Linked DNA regions of Ovis aries: region 2 is linked to region 1. Evidence: chromatin contacts called from public Hi-C data. All regions are on one chromosome and are shown on one strand. Each heading gives the region's core, a stretch centred on a gene start, on an enhancer-like site or on the middle of the called end of the contact. The rest is flanking DNA. Distances are from core to core; before and after follow the strand shown. Region 1 has its middle 20 kb from the start of KALRN. Region 2 overlaps KALRN (kalirin RhoGEF kinase).

The links. Hi-C and Micro-C count contacts between places; a contact is called where the count stands out from the background.
Region 2: a contact with region 1 is called in a Hi-C map of liver, with 2.5 times the contacts expected there. The contact joins two enhancer-like sites. A contact is called at or near these places in 4 of 16 Hi-C or Micro-C datasets (hypothalamus, liver, muscle and 1 more).

The regions. Positions count from the first base shown.
Region 1 is chr1:189,264,895-189,268,394 of ARS-UI_Ramb_v3.0, forward strand. No RefSeq gene overlaps it. Among named protein-coding and RNA genes, the nearest start is that of KALRN, 20 kb to the right of the region's middle. Within about 2 kb of position 1,772, at least 5 of the 54 cell types and tissues checked have an H3K27ac peak or open chromatin away from gene starts, as enhancers often do. A contact at or near this core is called in liver, where this site is marked.
Region 2 is chr1:189,541,193-189,544,692 of ARS-UI_Ramb_v3.0, forward strand. All of the region lies in intron 5 of KALRN (kalirin RhoGEF kinase), which reads left to right. Among named protein-coding and RNA genes, the nearest start is that of KALRN, 260 kb to the left of the region's middle. Within about 2 kb of position 1,734, at least 24 of the 54 cell types and tissues checked have an H3K27ac peak or open chromatin away from gene starts, as enhancers often do. A contact at or near this core is called in liver, where this site is marked.

The DNA of each region.
Region 1 (3,500 bases), core at 522-3,021:
TGAATTAATATTTTAACAAAAAGAAAACATCATTTATGTTGTTAGCTTACTGAAAACAGAGCTGTTTCTAATGACTTCTGGCAGTAGATTTTAAAAAATTATTATTGTTTCATTTTGGTTTCATTTTGTGTAAAAATAGAACTGTGATAGGTCTTTGTGATTTTTTTCCTCTCTAACTGAATATCCCGTTGATACTCCCTAACACTCTGTCTCACCCCCTGAAAGAGAATAAATTGAGAACGAATGGAACCACAGCTCAGAAACCTGAGCACTTCCCATTTTGACTTTTCTTGGAATAATTTGATGAAAAGCCTGTGCTGTGGTTTTCAATGGCATCTTCTGTCCCTACCCATCTTCTGTCCCTACCCCTAAGCTCCTGAACATGATTTATATTTCCCTATTTTAAGCTAGTACAGATTTATGAGACTTTAAACACCGTAGTTGAAGTTATTGGAAGTTTAAAGGGATTAAGCAGATCCAGCGGCACCTGGAGATATAGAGGTGGTCGAAAAGATTTATCAGCATTTCTATGTTAAAAACTGCTTTTCAAGGACTGTCATAGCCTGGGTCTGAATCTATTTATTTGGGCAGAGGAGTGAATTTTTAGAATTTGTCTCAGATGGAAAAAAGTCCATCCCTCTATGGCTTCCAACTTTGTTTTGGAGGACTGTGCCTCTGCCCTTCTCTTCATCTTTCACATCCAGCTTGCTCCGTCTTCTCTGGGGTTTCCCTTCTCTCTGGTCCTGTCTTCTCTTAAGCGCTTGAACTCTTGGGATCCCTCTGTGTTCATGTATTCACAAGCTCAGCTCTGACCCATCAACCTAACAGTAGCTGGAGCGAGCTGACCCTCCAGGGCAGGGCTGTGGTGGATAATAGATGGCTGCGGGGGTGGGAATGCCTCATGCCACAGGGGTGACAGATCCCTGTGTTTACACCAGAGGGTGCAATGACTCCGTGGCTGAGAGGGACTGGCTGGAGCCTGAAGTTTCCAAATAAAATGCCCATTCAAGGCAAAGCAGGCACAATTCCCAGGCAGTTAGGTTTCGGAGAAGCCGTATTGAGCGACACTGAAAATAGGTTCAGGGCACAAAGTGGGCACGCACTCTTGGTCAAAGTCTACCAGTTCTGGGAAGAGCCAACATTTTTCTCATTGCCAGTAATTATTTTCATCAGCCTCTGCTTCTTGCCTCTCAGGTTTCCTCCAAGTCCTAGCTATGCGCACCCTGTCAAATCAGTGTGGGTGCTGGAAAGATGAACTCATTTTAACAGCCTGAACCAGACATCGCTGGGAAAGAAATCAGAGACGCTATTCCAAAGTCAAGTAAAAATAACTTTTGTTGAGTACCTACTCTCTGATTCCACTTACATGAAACCCTAGAAAGGACAAATCTAATCTATAGTGACAGGAAGAAAGTTGGTGGTTGCCTGAGGCCAAAGTAAGGGAAGTCTGATGGAGATGGGGCACGAGAGTATTGCGATGTTGGAAATGTGCTTTGTTTCAACTACGGTGACGGTTGCTCAGGTATATAACATTGTAAAAACTCATTAAAATGTGGACTTTTAGGGTGTAAATTATACCTTGATTTTTAAAAATGTATCTGCTGTGCATTCATACTCCTTGCCTCCTCTTTTAGCACAGACAATGGAAAGCTGAGAGTAAATCTTAGAATGCTCCCCCATCCATGGATGGTTGTTCAACCAGCCAAAGCTGTGTATTCATACAGGGCGTGGGGCTAATCCAAAGCAATAGATAAACACCTAATCAGCTATAACTGACTATGGAATGTTCTCTGTGCCTTTACCTTCCCTGAATACAACCTGACTGACAGAGGCAGGAGGGAGCAAGCAGCCAAGAAATGTGGTAGGCGAAGCCAGATTAAACAATTACCAGGGAGAGGAAACAAACGAGTGAATGACCACACAGATGATAAAGAATTTTTGACTTCGTAATATGAGCCGTGCATTGTATGAAAGTGTAAAGGGTTTGGTGAATTGAAGCAGATGCTCATTAGAAATCAAACCAACCACACCGAATGGTCTTGGCATCTGGATAACAGGAGGTCTTCACCAACTCCATCTTTTCCACATTTCTAATTAAATTTGTGATATTGCTTAGGTCAGGCACAGAGCCCTATTCATTTTGACATCCAAATATCCATTTTAAAGTTGGCCAGGATAACCCAAAGAATGATGTAACTAGATCGAGAATGGAATTAAGATTTAGGACACTGGATTTTTGTCCCTGCTGTGTGACCTTCTTTAAAAAATCACTTTATTTGCTCACTTATTTATTTATTCAATAAAATTCTTGAGTACCTACTACAAATCAGGCTGTTGGCAAGACCCTGGGGATACATGGCTCTAGGCTTTGCTTGCCTCATTTGTAAATGCTGTTCTGGGGTCCCTGCGGCGTCCTACCGCTGTACTGATGGATGGCATGGGCAGTGACGTGGTCAAGCTCTGAAAACCACGATGCTGTGCCTCAGAGATAAAACTGCCCAGGAGGAACAACAAAGGGAGGGGTCCCTAGCTTCTCTAGTCTGTATCTTTGCAGAAGGTAATTCTACGCCACTTAAAACATCTTTGCCATGAAAAGTTCCATGGAAATAAAATTAAGCATTTTAGTTTTGTTTGTCAAAAAAAAAAAATGCTCTTAAAACCCTCTAAGATAGTTTTTAAATTAATTCCTTACTGCTTCAAAGCACAAGCTCACATATAGTTACAAATGAAGTTCACATTTGATCTAGTGCAGGGAACTAGACCAAGGCTCTTGTCCAGTCTTTGTCCCTGATTTGCAGTGTTCCGAGTCCCACTGACCCACCCTCTCCCCAGGCAAAATTTAGGAGTAAACAGACAGAAAATTTCTCCTCTCGTCGAAGTCTTTCTCATACTTATCGTTAAGTGCACGAGATCTGTTCTCTTTCAGTGCATCAAACCAACTCTCAGAAAGGTCTGAGAGAGGGATTCAAATTATGCTCTGTGATAATATATGACACCGGGAAAGTTCCCTAACCTTTCTGTGCCTTGGATTCTTCATCTGGTAATGGGAATAACAATATCTACTTTGAGCTATGCAGTTTAAATAAGATAATGGGTATAAAAAGTACCTAGCACAGTGTCTAGCCAATCGTGTTTACTTGGTGTTTACTCAAGTCTAACCACTTGAGTGGTTTCTATTTCCAGATAGAAACTTCTGGAGTTTCTATCTTCAGAAATGAAGTCTGGAGATAGAAAAAGTCTACCATAGGCTAAGAAGTATTCCACCAGTTCTCAAAATGGAGGAACCAGGACCTTCAGCCTTTGTTGCATTGATAACTACCAAAGGACCTTCAGACCACTAAGCTCAGTAGAACATATTACAGCTGTCATTGGTATTTATGGGCTATTGTTTCCAGGACCTTCACAAACCCCCAAATATGGGAATGCTCAAATCCTGTATATAAAATGGTATAGTATCTGCATGTGACCTATGCACATCCTCCTGTATACTTTAAGCCGTC
Region 2 (3,500 bases), core at 484-2,983, 280 kb after region 1:
GAACTTGCTCCAAATAATTTTCAATGGTCCCTAATGGGATGAAGTTAAGAACTGAGTTTTGAGAGAAGTTGGCAATTATGATAAAGGTTCATGAGGGGCCCCCAAGATCACTGCATTGTGTGGTGCCCCTGGGTGAAGCAAAAGAGAGAAGCACCAGGTCAAACTGGGATCATATCTGGTGAGTCAGGGTTGGGGGAACTGCCAAAGGGAAAGTCTCTGGAAAAGTAGTGTCTGTCCTTGAAACAGCCATAGAGGAAAGCAAGGCTCCTCAGGTGCAGGTGACCACCCCTCCCCATGCACGAGCTATGCCTGAGACACTTGTCAGCCCCTGCCATGCATGAGAGCAAAGAGCGTACTTGTCATATTCTCCTACAAGCTTGCAGCCAGAACTTCCTGCGGTTTATCCAAGAAATGTCTATGCATTTTTATATTCTCTGAGGTCTATGCAAACAAAATAATGTTTCTTTCATGTTAGTCACCCTGAGAAGATGGGTGAAGAGCATCACGGTGGGCAGCAGGACAGTGCACTAAGGGTTTTGTGCTTGTTGTGTTTGCTGTTTGTATGTCCTGTTAACTGTACTAGCAGTTCAGGACATCCACAGGATGCCCTGTCACGGACAGAGCACCCACTGCTGTTTCCTGCCCTTTCCCTCTCAGGTGCAAACACTGCTGTTCACTCCCCAGAGCCCAAAGCAGGACCCTAAATCTCATTCTGCCTGGGTGACCAGGACCACTGGGCCAGGGTGGAAGAAACACACTGCTCCCCTCCCTGCCCCACGCTTGGCTCACTGCCTCTTCTCTTGGCCGCCTCTCCAACCCCCACACGCCTTGAGCCAACAGTGTCATTTGTCAGACTGAAGTGCTATTGTTGTCATGATATGAAATCTTTTTTTGAATGTCGGTTTTTAAAGTGTTCTCACACCCCTGACCTTAGAGATTTTCTGGTCCAGCCCTTCCTTTTACATAGAAAACTGACCCAGAGCAGAGACCCACCCAGAGTCACGCAGTTGGTGGCTCCTCATTTGGCCTCCTGTCTGTCGGGGAGGGTGAGGGGTGTGAATGTGAGCACCATTTTACTTGAGAAAGTTGAGATTTGGCAACGGTGGGAGGTGTGCCTGGGATAGTGTCAGGTAGGCAGTGGGAAGGTGGGCCCTCTGTTCTGTGGCTGGGCTTCCTCCCCGTCCCCAACGCACGCACACACACAACACACACAACACATACACACACACCCAATACTCCTCCCCTCCCCAACACACACACACACACACAACACACACACACCCCCATACTCCTCCCCTTCCCCAACACACACGCACACACACACTCCCCAATATTCCCCCCGCTTCTCAACACACACACCCACACACACCCCCGCCCCCCAATACCAATCTTGCCCTTGCCCTGCAGGAGAAAGAGTGCATAGGCCAGTAACCTAGGAGGTGGCTAGAGAGACTGGGGTGGAGTGGAGGCTGGTGGCCACCTGACCTGTGACCTTATCCCTGCTATGGTAAGAGGGCAAGCACTGGTTGGTCTTCTAGGGAGCATGTTGACAAGTTTCTGTGACTCATTTGCTTGAGCCCTTGGCGTTGGGAGGGAGGCCTCCAAGAACTACGACCTTTGAGATGAAGTCTTTGCTGGGTGGCTTGTAACTTCCTGCTCCCTTTGGAGAAAGGTCCCCGGTGCCCCTCCTGCTGCCTCCCTCCTGCTGAGGCTGTTCCACTGCCCCGCCCCCTCCCGCTGCCTGGCTCAGCTCAGGGCAAGGAAGTGTGTCTGTGTCCCACCCAGCCCAGGACACTGCGTCCTGTATTATTTCCAGCCTGTTGGTCCTGGGAATCTCTACTTACTCGTTTTCATTTCCTCCCCTTGAACATTAGAAACATTAGATTCCAAAAATAATCCACATCACAGTGTTTTGCAGAATGCCTGTGTGCATGTTTTCTCCTGAAGCTGTTTTTCTCCTCCTTAGCACCCGTTCTCCCGCTCTGTCCTTCACTCTGCCTCATGCTTGGGACACCGTGTGCTCAGTGTCCGCTGAGGTGGCCAGGCCTGCGTGGGAAGTGGGTGTGAGAAGCAGTGGAGCAAGGAGCGGCAGGAACACTGGGCACAGCAGGCTTGACTCCTCCCCCCACCCTCCCAGGTCTCTTACGAGGGCTGGCAGTAGCCTGAATTGTCATACGTGTCATAGGTGGCCTCCCATTACATGTGGACCCCACATGACCCTTCAGAACTGAGAACAGGGACACTATGCAAACAGTACTTCCCAGAATCTGGGTTGTTACTCTGAGTCTGTCTGCAGCAATTTAGATGAGCTAGGAAAGAAGGACGCTCATCAGAGATATAAACAGAAATTGTTTCCCAAGATTTCTTCCCAGCCATTTTACTTTGAAGAATCCACTTTCCTCCCTTCCCTTCACCTTCTGTCCTCCCTACTGCGCCCCTTCTGCTTCCTCTCCTGTTGGTGACCCTCTTCTCTGTGCCCACACACCTCCTCTAGCCTGTTACCCCAGCCTTCTAGGATGCATTCGTTCTCTCAGAACTGATTGTTTCACTTCCCTTTTGTGGTCTTGTTTTGTGGTCTCGCTTCCTTCCTTGGGTGGTTCCCTGTGTGGCTCAGGCCTCCCATGGAGAGCAGCGTGCATAGGCCACCAGAAGACCCAGCCAAGACTTCTAGAAAGAGCACTGGCATTACAATCACAAGAGATGAGTTTTGAATCACAGCTTAGCCACTTGCTAGCTGATTGACTATCTATGGCCAGTTTGCCCTCTCTGAGCAGTTTCTTTATCTGTAAAATGTAGATTTTTAATACATGCTTTAGGATTGTTGTATGGATTATAGAAAATGTGTCTGAAGCACCTAGTATGCCAGAAGCCCAGTAGGTGCTCAGCAGATGGTAAGTTTATGGAGACCAGTTGGAGCTGGGCCATCAAGAGTGGAAGAGGCATGGGGGTTGGGGGGCTTTCTTGCAGGGCATGGGAAGAAGGGCAGAGAGTACACGGTCATCCACAACATGGGTACTGGAGCAGACAGTGGGCAGATGTGACTGCAAAACATAGAGGTGAGGTAGGGCCCTGGTGTCTGGGGAAGCTAGAGGAAGGAAGTTAGAAGTGTGTGCCCAGTTTGGCAGGATCTAAAACACTGTTGCTGAAGACAAGCCAATTAAATAAATGCCAGATACTGTACTGGGAACGGGCCATTGGAAGATGAACTGGAGTCAGGCTTTACCACACTAGAGCGGGGAGGCACTGGCAAACAGCTGCTGCACAGGGAAAGCTGACCGAAGAGCCTGTCACTGCTGTGGGGACAGCATGAGGGGAAACCTTCAGCCTGGGTTGGGGTGCAGGCCAGGGAAGAACATGAGCAAAGGCATGGCAGCCTCAGAGGCACAGAGTAGGTTCCATCCAGTGTGGCTGCAGCTCAGGCTCGGCATGTGGAGGGGTGTGGGCTGTAGGCAGGGGGAGGGCAGCGGAGGGAGGGGTGTCCATGCCATGTCGATTACCCG